Linked DNA regions of Mus musculus: region 2 is linked to region 1. The links are chromatin contacts, called in public promoter capture Hi-C maps. All regions are on one chromosome and are shown on one strand. The core of a region is the stretch at or near the end of the contact, and the rest is flanking DNA. Distances in the headings are between cores, read along the strand shown. Region 1 has its middle 4.8 kb from the start of Gm36913. Region 2 holds the start of Rab3il1 (RAB3A interacting protein (rabin3)-like 1).

The links. Promoter capture Hi-C pulls out the DNA fragments that hold promoters and counts their contacts.
Region 2: a promoter capture Hi-C map of macrophages shows a contact between it and region 1, with 5 read pairs. A contact is called at or near these places in 1 of 39 promoter capture datasets (macrophages), 1 of 484 Hi-C or Micro-C datasets (uterus), 8 of 130 datasets of targeted methods (embryonic fibroblasts, embryonic stem cells, extraembryonic endoderm stem cells and 5 more) and 3 of 9 other capture datasets (adipose tissue, liver and pancreatic islet).

The regions. Positions count from the first base shown.
Region 1 is chr19:9,949,184-9,955,668 of GRCm38.p6, reverse strand. No RefSeq gene overlaps it. Among named protein-coding and RNA genes, the nearest start is that of Gm36913, 4.8 kb to the right of the region's middle.
Region 2 is chr19:10,014,320-10,020,804 of GRCm38.p6, reverse strand. It overlaps Rab3il1 (RAB3A interacting protein (rabin3)-like 1), which reads right to left and starts at 2,611. Exons shown (of 10, transcript NM_144538.3): 1 at 2,446-2,611. The coding sequence starts at 2,456.

The DNA of each region.
Region 1 (6,485 bases), core at 1,854-4,353:
GGACCACCCTGTGGGTTCATTTGGTTTTCTTAGAAACCCTTTCAAGAGAAGACATTTAGAACCAACCTAAATGCTATACGTGGCTATTGTAAAGACAGCAGGCTGTGTCTCTTAGATAAGCCACCCTGTGCTCTCTGCTGTGTCTTCTCTAGCTTTTCTCATTTTCTTTTAACACTTGTGTATTTAAAACATATTTTTAAAAAAATCTCTCTCCAGGCAGTGGTGGAACAATGAGTACCTTTAATCCCAGTATTAGGGAGGCAGAGGTAGACAGATCTCTGAGTTTAAGGCCAGCATGGACTACAGAGACCAGGACAGCCAGAGCTTCACAGAGAAACCCTCTTTCAAAACACACACACACACACACACACACACACACACACACACACACACCTCTTTTAATAAACCTGAACCGTCCTTTACAGTGTCTAGTTCTGAAATTCTTTTCTGCTGTGAAGCTAGGAATCTCGAGTTTGCCAGAGTGGTGTTCTCTGAGAAGAGCCCTGGGGTTGCTGCTGGTGACAGACTGCCCAGGAGAGGGAGGGAAGGCTACACATTACAGCAGCCCGAGGCCAAGTGAGTGGGGTTTCCAGAAGAAGCAAAACTTCAACTTCCTCACCAGCAGGGACACACAGACCAGGTAGGCAGAGCAGTAGTCATCTCTGCCTGCACTTCACAAGCTCCAGCTCTCCAGCCTCTGAGAGACCCATCCGCTCCCTCTTCTCTTCTCTCTGAGGTAGCTGTTAGCTACCTTAGGAGTCATCCCAGCGATGCCCAGGCGTGGACAGAAGGGTGTGGGGGCTAGGGTAGTTGTAGAATAAAGGAAAGGAGAAAAGAAACAGACAGAAAAAATTTCCCGGCAGAACTGTGGCCTTTGCTGTCTTGCTGTTCTCTGTTAGTATTGAGCAATAGCCCTGAATCAGGGCCAAGGCCGGTGCTCAACAGTGCCTCCAAACGAATCTGCTGGAAGAAGACTGTGTTTTTTCAGTGTTTTTCAGGCCCCTAAAAGGGCCTCCCTCTCTGCCCATCTCCCCCTCCCTCTCAAATTCTTCCCGCCCACAGGACCCAGCTCTTTCTGTCCCATGATGGGTGTAGAGGAAGTGGGATAGCTGCCTGCCAGCACTCCTCCCAGGCAGCTGGCTGCCCACTGTGGGTCATAGTGTACGGAAAGATCCCAGGGCAATGGTTCAGACACCAAATGGCAGCCCCGGGGCAGAGGGTTTTGCTCTTGCCTAAACCATACAGTGCTGCGCAGAGATTTTGTTTTTAGGATGGCTTATTGGTCTCTGACAAGAAGATATGGGGCTGCTAGCCCCTTTGGGGATAGTAACTTCCAGATAATTTTCAAGAGTCAGTTTTTAGGGGTGGGGAGATGGCTGAGTCAGTATGTACTTGCCGTGCTAGCATGAGGAGCTGAGTTAGATTAAGATCTCACATAAAAAGCTGGGTGTGGTAGCACATGTCACCCTAGAGACAGGAGGATCACTAGGACTTTCTGGGCAGCCAGCCTAGTTAGTTGGTATGATCCAGGTTCAGCAAGAGATGCAGTCTCAAAAATAAAACAAGTAAGGTGGAGGGCTGGGCATAATGACACCTATCTTTAATTTTAATTCTAGCATTTGAGTGGCAGAGGTAGAGAGTCCCAGGCCAATCATACACATACTAACATGCAAACACACTTACCCACCCCACAGACACATTTACGTTTAATGTTTATTTGACTTGGACAGTTGGTTGAATGAGCAGCCATTTGCACTATGGGCATAACTACTTTTTTCAAAGAGGTGGTCTGGGCAGAAGGATCCTAAGTTTGAGGCCAGAGTGGGTTGCATAAGTGGTTCAAGGCCAGCCTAAACTACCTAGTGAGATCTTACCTCAAAGCAAACAAAAACAAAGAACCCTCAACGAGCTAGAGAAAGTACCCAAGGAGCTAAAGGGATCTGCAACCCTATAGGTGGAACAACATTATGAACTAACCAGTACCCCGGAGCTCTTGACTCTAGCTGCATATGTATCAAAAGATGGCCTAGTCAGCCATCACTGGAAAGAGAGGCCCATCGGACTTGCAAACTTTATATGCCCCAGAACAGGGGAACGCCAGGGCCAAAAAGGGGGAGTGGGTGGGTAGGGGAGTGGGGGTGGGTGGGTATGGGGGACTTTTGGTATAGCATTGGAAATGTAAATGAGCTAAATACCTAATAAAAAATGGAAAAAAAAAACCCTCAACAATGAAAACTCAATCGAAAAATGAGCATAGGGCTTGAACACAGACCTCTCAAGACTCTAGAGTCTGGAGAACACGCATAAACTATCAGCTCTATTTTTTAACCTTTCTTGTTGCTATGGCAAAAGCAACCTGAGAAAAGGACAGTTACTCAGCTTGTGGTTTAAGAGGCCATAGACTGTCATGAGGGGCATAACAGACTTCACATGCAGCTGGGACCCCACACCTCTGGGCCATGCAGACAGCAAGACATGTTGACTCTTGACGCTTCATCTCCCCTCCTGTTCAGACCAGGCCCCTAGTCTAAGGACAGAACTGTGACACCTTCCACCTGTTCACACTATCCTCACCCAGGTGACTTCTGTCTCCGCTGATGGCAACCTCCAGGGACTGCTAGTGAGAAGTGTTTTGTTGAGTCCTGATTCCCAGAGATAGAAAACAGGAAACTGATGATGCAACCCACCAGATTACACATTAGAGTCCTGGACCACCTCTCAAAGGGTAGCAGGAAGTTACAGAGTAAACGCTGTCTGGGGAAAACAAATGTCTATTCATCCCAAAACGGGCTCCAACAAAGACCAAAGAAGCTATTCCACCAGTCCTGGTTAATTTTTGTCCCCTTGGCACAGCTTGAATCATCCGGATAGAGGGAACCTCAGTTGAGAAAATGGCTCTATCCCACTGTCCTGAAGGCAAGCTTGTGGGGCATTCTCTTGATTTATGATTGATGTGAGAGAACCCGGCCCACTGTGGGTGGTATCATCCCTGGACAGGTGGTCCTTGGTTCTATAAAAAAATCAGGCTGAGCAAACCGTTGGGAGCTAGCCAATAGCAGTGTTTCTCTACTGTCTTTGTTTCAGTTCCTGCTTTCAGGTTCCTGCCTTGAGTTCAGACTCTGACTTCCTTCCTGATGACGTGGGAGTCAAATAAAAGTCTGTCCTCCCTAAGTTTCTTTTGGTCATGGAGTTTCTTTGCAGCAATAATAGCTTAAGACACTACTCAAGCCCAGCTTTGTGAGTCAGTGAGTTTAGTAAAGGTTAATTGCAGGATTATGAGTGAGGGGTTACTTTACAGGGGCATGGGCAACTTATAAGTGGCTAAATCGTTAAATAAAATGTCTTGCATCACCAGTAACTGTTATATATTCTCAGGGAGGGGCAGGGTGTTGGCTTGTACCCTTGGCTGTCTATACATCCTTGAGGTGTTTGGCTTTAGGAGCCCCTCTATCATTCATGATGGAAAGTTAATGGGCCCAATCTTGTTTTGCATCCTATATGTAGCCTAGCTGCAGAGAATTCAAGAGATCAGTGGCCATATCCTTCCCTGGGGATAGTATTTCAAAGCAGTTGTCACTCACACGGGAATGTAGAAGGTAAGAGGTCTTGTGCACAGGGAAGCATTAGAGAAGCCAGGAAACTGAAACATGCATGTGTGAGACCCCGACTTAGAGCGTTTCTCCCTGGAAGGTAAAGCCCCTGGACGTTCCCCAAGCTTGTTTTCCCTTTAAAAATACAGCTAGAAAGAAGCTCTTTGTTCTCTATAGCCAGCAAAAAGCCTTTTTGTTTCTATACTGTACAACCAGAGATGCCTGCCTTCCTGTGCCGAGGACCCGGAGATAAAAATTCAGAAAGAACTCACTCCCCACTCCTGCCTTGTAAATTTCACCAAGGACACCTGGATGAGAAGAACTCTTCCCAACTCCTCCCAACTCTCCTCCCAACTCCTCAGCTAGCTGTTAAAAGCCCCCTACTGTCACCGCTCTCTGGGGGGGGGGGTCAAACTCCCCTGACTTGCACAGCAGAGGGACTTCGTCCTCAGCTAGCTGATAATAAAACCTCCTGCAGTTTGCATCAGGTGTGGTTTTCTCTTGAGATGTTGGGGTGTTGGCCAGCTCATCCCGGGACTTGAGCAGAGGCCCAGCATGGGGGGGGGGGGGTTCCTTACACATGCTTGTCTCTTCAACAAAAGGAGGTGTTTGCCTGTTTTCTCCCAGAATGCTGACTGGGAAAGGAGGTAGTTTACAACCTGGTGATTTTTTTTTTTTTTTTTTTTGCTATCTGTAGGACCAAGCTTCACCTGAATTCCCCAGAAAATTGTTTATCCCAGACTTTTCCCTTGTAGATCTTGAATGTAGCTTCTTAGTCCGTAAAACCCATCTTTATGAGAGATATTACTTACATTTACAACAGCCCAAGTGATTTCTATGTTGTCTTAGGGCCAGGACAATCCTGACTGCCACAGACATTATGTTTACCTCAGTCATTCTCCCTAGACCCTTGTCTTGACCATTATTTCCAAGTTAACAGAATCCATATTTATGAAAGATGAAAGAACGAGTTTTAATGTAAACACATCTTAAGCTCTTTTGAACAGGCAGGACTGAGTTAATTGCCATCAGGGAACTTTTTTTTTTTTTTTTTTTCCAAATTGTTGTTTTTTTCTTTTCCTGGTATTTTGAGACAGGGTTTCTCTGTGTAGCCCTGGCTGTCTTAGAAGTTTATCTGTAGACCAGGCTGTTTTTGAACTCATGGAGATTTCCCTGCCTCAGCCTCCCAAGTGCTGGGATTAAAGGCATGTAACATCACTGCCTGGCTTGTGCTGTACTTAAATATGGCTAAAATAAACTGCGTAGTGTGAGACAACAGAAGTTTGGCCCAGCATCAGCAAACTAAGTTATGTTGAACCTAGTTTCATTCTTACCTCATCTGGTTCATATTTCCCTGGTATGCTTGTAGAGACCCCCCACACAGGTACAAGAACTAAATTGCTTCTGTAACCAAATACAGATTGAAAATTAGCTGTGCAGACCAATTTCTGCCCCTTTAATCAGAGACTCATGAGTATGGTTCCTGATTTAGTTGCTCAAAACTACAGTCTTGCTGGGCAGTGGTGGCACATACCTTTAATCCCAGCACTTGGGAGGCAGAGGCAGACGGATTTCTGAGTTTGAGGCCAGCCTGGTCTACAGAGTGAGTTCCAGGACAGTCAGGGCTATACAGAGAAACCCTGTCACGAAAAATCAAAAACAAACAAACAAACAAACAAACAAACAAAAAACCCTACATTCTTTCAGCTGATTCGTTGTGGTAAGTGCTTTTCATTGAATGACTCAAAGTCTGTGTTCTACAAAGCCTGGGTGGCCATGCAGTTTCTAATTTTTCCAGGAAGGTTTCAGAATGTACAGCTTTGAGTTCTTAGGGGGAGAAAAAAGTCTTTCTTTATTGATAAGGTGTGTCACTTTTCCTAGGAGACATGAACAAACATTTATTCACCCCAAATGTGGCAGAGACGACAGTATTGATTCCACCATGTCCAACTTGGCAAACCCATGTGTTTATTAGGCTTACTTAACAGAGCTTGAGTAAAAAATTTTAGGAGCACGGATAACTCAAAGGCAGGTGTATTACTGAAAAGCTTTCCCCAGCAGAAGGTGAAAATTCATATAAACTGCATCCCTACGGCCCTCTGTACTTCAAGGCAGCTCAGCTCCTTGTGTATGACCCTCAGGAAAGGGCTTGTCAGTCTTGTAAGTTTCAGGAGCATCTTGAGACTTGTGAGTTGTCTACTCCCACAGCCTGTTAAATTTCATATAGTGTTCTGAATTTTAAGAAACCTCTTCCTAGGACAGAGTGTTTCAGTGCAGAAGAAATTATTACACAACAAAAGGGCAAATCTGGGATGTGAATTTTTTGTTTTTGATGATCCAATTTATGGATGTGAGTGTAAAGGTGTTATGTATGGGTACCATTTTAGTACCCAGAGAAAAGAAGCTATAAGAACCATAAAGACCACAGCCCAGAGCTCCTCCAGTCTTCCTCTATGAGAGAAAGTTTCTTTATCAGTCATGCTTATCTATCTGCAATTAAAAGCATTCCTGTGTCACCAAGACCTTCATTTTCTCATCTTTCTTGAAAAGCAGGGGAAGTCATCTTTGTCCTCTGTGTTTAATAACGTGGTTTTTGTTGTTGTTGTTGTTGTTGCTTTTGAGATAGAGTTCTGGGATGTTAAGAACAGGCTATTTCTGAGTTTGAGGCCAGCCTGGTCTACAGAGTGAGTTCCAGGACAGCCAGGGCTATACAGAGAAACCCTGTCTCGAAAAATCAAAAACAAACAAACAAACAAAACACCCTACATTCCATAGCTCCAAGTTCCTCCATATTGTATAAAATATTGTTTCCCCCAGGTTAAACTTGCCTGTAATGACTCCATTTTATAAGCAGCATTGAGCTCCATTTTGCATGCAAAGACAAGGGCAGTTAAT
Region 2 (6,485 bases), core at 1,362-3,861, 66 kb before region 1:
GCTGTATAAGCTCGGGGGCCTCATTTTGATCCCTAAAACCCACATAAAAAGTAGTAGGAGAGTACCAACTGCACAAAGTTGTCCTCTGACTTCAACATGTGTGTGATGACACATGTGCTCTCTCCCCTCAACTTACACACACACACACACACACACACACACACACCATACTAATAAAAATTTCTTTAAAAAGAATTCCAGGGGCTGGCGAGATGGCTTAGTGGTTAAGAGCACCCGACTGCTCTTCTGAAGGTCCAGAGTTCAAATCCCAGCAACCACATGGTGGCTCACAACCATCTGTAATGAGATCTGACTCCCTCTTCTGGAGTGTCTGAAGATAGCTACAGTGTACTTACATATAATAAATAAATAAATCTTTAAAAAAAAAAAAAAAAAGAATTCCAGGTCAGCCTAATCTATATGGTAAGAACCTGTGTCCAAAATAAAGCAAACCAAAATGACGCTAAGGTTGGTTACACAGCCCCGCTGCCCGAGTCCTTGCGCAGAGCACAAAGCTCTAGATTCCATTCTCAGCACTCCTAAGCCAGGCATTGTGGCACATGCCTGTCGTGCCAGTACTTGGGAGATGGAGAGAGGGACTCATCCTTGGCTAAATGGGGAGTTTGAGGCCAACCTAGGCTACATGAGACCCTGTACCCACTTCCCCTACTCCAAAAATCAGACTCGTGTTGCCATTAATTCAGAGTTCAAGGTTTACCCTCAGAAGGATCTCTACTCCTGGCTCCTACAGGGCCCAGTCACTTCTGCTTATCGCCATTTAGGACTCTGCCATAAACAAAACACCATAGCTCAGTTCAATTTACAGTAGGAAGCCAACCTCCAGAAACCCCAGAATGGCCGGGCTCCAAGCTTTCCTGGGCTAGGATACATACCTCCTAGGATATACCTCTTAGAGCTGACATGACCCGGAGCATGGTCCCTCTCACCTTCTGCAGGGAGTGGAGTGCTCCAAGGCCCCTAAGTCCCCAGAACATTCTAGACACTCAGACTCGGATCCCTATGTCCAAGGGCTGGGAAGACGGCTCAGTGGGTAAGAAGGCTCTCTGTGTAAGCCTGAGGACCCAAGTTCAGATCCCAGTGTGGTCATCATATGCACCAGCAAGCTCAGCACTGCGAGGGGACACAGCACCGTGAGAATCACTGGCATATACTCGCCACCAGCTTGGCTCAACAAGTTCCAGGTTCAGTGAGAGACCTGGGAATACAGAGAGAGACAGGACACCTGACATCTCCTCTGACCCTCCTCCTCCCCCAAAGTGCTCAAGCTGGCTCCAACCCAGAGAAGGGGGTGTTGTTACCCTGAGGGCCATACAGCAATTGTCTCGGTCCACCCAGCAGAAAGGCTCACAGCTTCCTTCAGACCAGGCTGCTCCTCAAACACACAGCCCCAGGCACATGCATTCCTCCAAGCACAATTGCCTCCACCAGAGGCAGGCACCAGGAACCCACCCAAAACACTTCCCAAGCCTAGCTAGCCTCCTTCCCTGGAGCAACTCTCCAAGAAACACAGGCTGACTTCTGCTCCCTCTAAAAGATCAAGCCAGCCCACACCCCACAGGAGCTCAGTTCTAGTGCCCTGGCCGTGTCGAAGCTGCATGGTTCCCCTAGCATTTCGACTCCAATCAGCTGGGGTCCGTGAGAGTAAATAGATCTCACCTGTTCCCCTCCCCAGGGCTCTCCTCCTTCCGCCTATCCTCTGCCTATCCTGAAACAGTCCTTAGCAGGAACAACCGCAAGACCTAGTCTTTGCAGTCCTGGAAGGAGGAGGCGTTTGTCTATTTAGACAAGAAAGAACATCAACCTATGTGAACAGGGAGCAAGGTCTCCTCCTATTAGACTGGCCAAGAACAGGAGTCAGCTTCAAGAACCGATGGCCCTAACAGATGGAAGTGAGGATGAGGGGTGGGAAAGGGGTTCACCCAGGACTCAGGGTCTGTGCCTATCTCCCTCCAGACTGTGGGAAGGTACCACCCACCTCACATCTTGAATCAGAAGGTTCTAGTCAACTAGCTAGGGATGGACCTTGGAGAGACACAGCTAGCTTTCTCAACTGCACTGCTTCTCCAGAGTTCATGGGTGTGCTCTCCTTTAAATACGTGCCCCAGATTTACTTTTGAGGTATGCATACTACTATGCACCACCCCCACTACCACTTCTCTCATGCACTCCACTGGAGCTAGGAGTTGGAGGGGGTCACCCTTCTCACCCTGGGGCAACTCAGATCGGTCCTGCCAAGGTCCTTTCAGCTCTCGGGCTGCAGTGTGTCCTCATGCTACAATGCACCTCGCTGCTGCAGGCAGGGCTGAGAGTACAGATTATCTCCCAAGTGGGGTGCAAACAACAGCAGTGAGCCCCTGTTCACCCATCCCAGGAGGCCAGCACGGCCCAGACGGAGCGCAGAGCCACCGGCGTGCAGGGACCTACCCGCTCCACATCCCAGCGTCTCCGCCGTAGCCGCGTCCTCGCGCGCCGCCAACTCTGCCGGGGGCCCCAGAGCTGCCCTGCCGCCTGTCAATCGCTCCACCGCCAGTCTGTCCCGCTGGCCGCCCTGGGTTTGCGGCTCCGCCCCACCGGAGCCCTTCCCCTGCCCTGGGCGGGTCACGTGTCTGAGAGGCGGGCCCCAGGCCACGTGCCCGGTCCCGCCCCTTTGCCGGCCCAGCCCTGTCCCTCTTGCTGCCTGGGGACAATGACCCGCCAGAGTGAACGGGACTGGTTCCATCATCTTGCATCCAGAGCTGGCCTCCGCCTTTCCCTATCACTTTCTGCCTTGCACTTTTGGTCCACCCTTGTTTGAGAACCTACAATGGCTCTCGGGGGTGGTCTCAGCTCTGTTTCTCGCTCAGATTGTCACTCAAAGTGGACAAACAGCTCCTGTACCCTCATTCAGACTTCTAGCCCTGTTACCGGTCTCTGGAGCTCTTAGATGGCATCAATCCCTGATTGACACTGGGCTTCTGGGAAGGGGGCGGGGCAGACCCTGAACAAGTTATCATTCGTTGAGCAGTTTAAGCTAAGAGAGCGCTACCTTGGCCCAATCTTACCAGCTCTACTTCCAGGTCCCTCCTCTTGCATCTCTGAATACTCTGTTCGTCCCTGCCTTTCAAGCCATCCTAAGCACAGGAGACGTCTCTGCCAACTTCGCTAGCACCTGTCTGTCCCAGGTACTTAAAAAAAGATTTGTAAAAAGCTTAGTCACCTGTCCCTCAGTTCCTATGCCCTCCTTTTATCCTGGCTCTAACCACTGACCTGAATGAAGTTCAGCCTCAGATCAGGATCCAATAAGTAGAGCCCATAGTCAACCTCTCCTTGAGTACTGCTAGACCAGCTCCCACAGGCAGCGTCTACAGTGCTCCCTGGGCTTGTAAGAACACATTTCACTCATCCATCTACACAACAGCCGCCCCTTCTGAACTGCTAAGGACCACGTGAAACGAAGAAATTCTCCAGGCTGGAACCCCAGCCTCCCTCTCTCCTTTCCCTTAGCCCCCTCTTCTCTGAGGGTGTTGGTCATGTACCACCTAGATTGGTCTCCAGCTTCTGGGCTGAACTAATACTTTCTCCTCAGCTCCCTCAGTGACTACGACCACACGCTTGGCTTATGGAATTCCAGTATGGTAAATGGTAGGAGAATGGGAGACCTGCTTTAAAGGACCTCTACTGCCAGAACCTTGACTTGCCTAGGACCCATCTTCACCAACTAATAGTGGCTCTTTTCAAAACAGAAAAGCCAGGGTGTGGTGGCACACACCTTTAATCCCAGCATTCTGGAGGCAAAGACAGGCAAGATCTCTGAGTTCAAGGCCAGCCTGCTCTACAATGTGAGTTCCAGGACAGCTAGGACTGTTACACAGAAAAACTCTGTCTCAAAAAGCCAAAAAAACAAACCAAAATAAAACCCTGCAACAACAAAAGAACCCCCCCCCCCAAACAACACAACACAACACAACACAGAAAAAGAGTTAGGCTGGAGATGGCTCAGCCAGAAAGGGTATGCATTGCACTTACAGAGGACCCACGTGTGGTTCCCAGCACCCATATCAGGCAATTCAAAACTCTGACTCCAGCTACAGGGGAATCCTATGCCCTCTTCTTCCCTCTTTTGGCCTCTGTGGGCACCTGCATGAGTGTGTAGAAATCCACAAATGAACATACACACGTAATAAAGTATTCTAAAGAAAGACAAGATGCTCCTATCTCAGCTTATAGGAACAAAGACTTGGTGAGTGGAATCCACGTCTTTGCCCATGGTTGGCATCTTCTCCATGGAGAACCTAGACAGCTCTCCATAGCATCCTTTTCATCTGACAGAATCTCTCAGCCCAGGTCTTCTACGTCCTTCCCTCACTATAGGGTGATATTTACCAGGCTTCTCCTGAGCAAGGACCAACCCTTGGGCTATGTTCCTCCACCCAATCCAGCCCAGCTTAGGGTCTGGCCAAAGCAGATATCAACATATTTGTGTTGACTTGAGCCCTTCACCTAAGCCTGAAGCAAATGCTCTTTTCCTGTTCCTTGCTCTGGTCACCATCTAGGGGAAGGAGGAAAAGACGACACAAAAAGAGTCCAGGACAGGGCCTTTGCCTTCCGAGTGTTTAAAAGCCAGGGCAAAGATAAATTCTGTCAATGGAATTAGTGAGAGACAAAGAGGATGTGTCAGCAAAGGGGAAGGTTCCCGGGGAAGAGGCCTCATCCTAGGAGCCCTTGAGGCCTCCAAGGACAAGTGTGTGGTTGCCACCCTAAGAGCATTGACCATTGACGTGCAATTACTAACCAAAAATATCTTGTCATTTGTGCATCTAGACTCTGTGAACTTCCAAGCTCTGGGCTTCCTCTCAGCAGCACAGGGAGCCCTGCTGGGCCACTGGAAGGGGATGGCCTCAGAGAAGTTAAAGAACCTGCCTTATGTCACAGGAGCCAGGGGAGGGGAGGTGGAATCTCTTTACAGAAGCTTTCCCTAGGGACAACCCAGAGCCACTGGTGCTGGTGGAAGCTATGTCTGGGTACAGCCAGCCCTCAGAAGGTTACTGAATACCTACAAGGTGCCAGGCCCAGCCAGTAGGGAGGAAAAAAATTAAAGATATATTTATAGTTACTGATCACCAAAAGCCTCATCGTCCTTCCTTCCACACCACCGCCTCCTGTCAACCCTCCCCTCCCCCAGCTCGCTACCGTTAGTCACAGACACTAGGATGAGGCTGAAGGCATATGGGACTTGAATCTGAACCAGTCTCAGATTCTGAAGTTACATCTGTTTCTAGCTGTGGCCTAGGATTGAGTGGCCTGCTGTCTCTGACCTTCAGTTTCTACCTTAGTCAAGACCTCAAGTTGGACCAGACAATCAGGGTTCCTTTCTGAGTGCCCACTTGTGAGAAGCTTCCTGAATTTCTTCCCAACTCAAAACCACCCCTTGTTCCAAGCCAGCTTCTGACCCCCATGTCCCTGCAGAGTGTCAAGACTCATCCCCCACCTCCCCTCAGTGTCCCACGACCTCAGCTCACCTGTGTGCATCCCAGGTCTCCTCTCTAAAGTTCCTCTCAGGTACAGGACCCACACCTGATGGAGCATAGCGGACAGTGCCTGAGCTCATGGCCAAGAACACTGGGCATGACCCTCGGGCAGGGCACTTCCTGGGCTCCTCAGAGGCGTCCATGCCTGGGGCCAGGCTGAGGTCCCTTTGGAGACCACCAGGAGGTCGAGCGCAGAGCCTGCCTCCACACCAGGCAGAGCCTCACACACTAACCTTTGCTATCTCTCAGGAGCAGGAGCACAGCGGCCGGGCGGGGCCTCCCAGACAGGCTTCTATCTTCTTAAACCCTTAATTATTAACTCCTGAGGCTCAGCGGGCTGCGGAAGACATGGGCCTCCTTCCTGGGCTGTGGGCTATGAGCTGGACAAGATATACCTGAGAACAGGAGAGAAGCTACCGCACATGCCGATGCCCTGAGCTTCAACAAGATCGCTGGAGAGACTGCCTATCTCTGGTAGTCTTAGGATGAAACACTAGGCCTGTCCAGCCTAGTTGTAAGCTGGTTATTTGCTTTTGTACAGATACTCAGTAGCTAGTCCCTTAAGCCCATCAACTACTATCACCAAAGGACAATTCAACATCACTTCAGCCATTCTGTGCCTCAGTTTCCCCAACCATAAAATGGATTCTTAGCCTCTGAAGCACATCTAACTGTCACCACCCAGGTACACCTCAAATTGCCTTTTCTTTCCAAACATTGTTCCCCACATTTTCTTTTTTCCTGAGCAGGGTAGTTGTAGTAGCGAGGGGGATTGAAGCCAGAGCCTTGTGTATGCAAGATAGATAACTACTGAGTCACCACACACCCAATTCTCACACTAACTTCAACTTCTATCCCATTTTGTGCCTTCAAAAAAGAAAAGATTTCCTCCTTGGCTGTGTGACCTTGGACAAGTCACTTAACCTCTCTGGGGCCCTCATCTATAAAATAGGAACT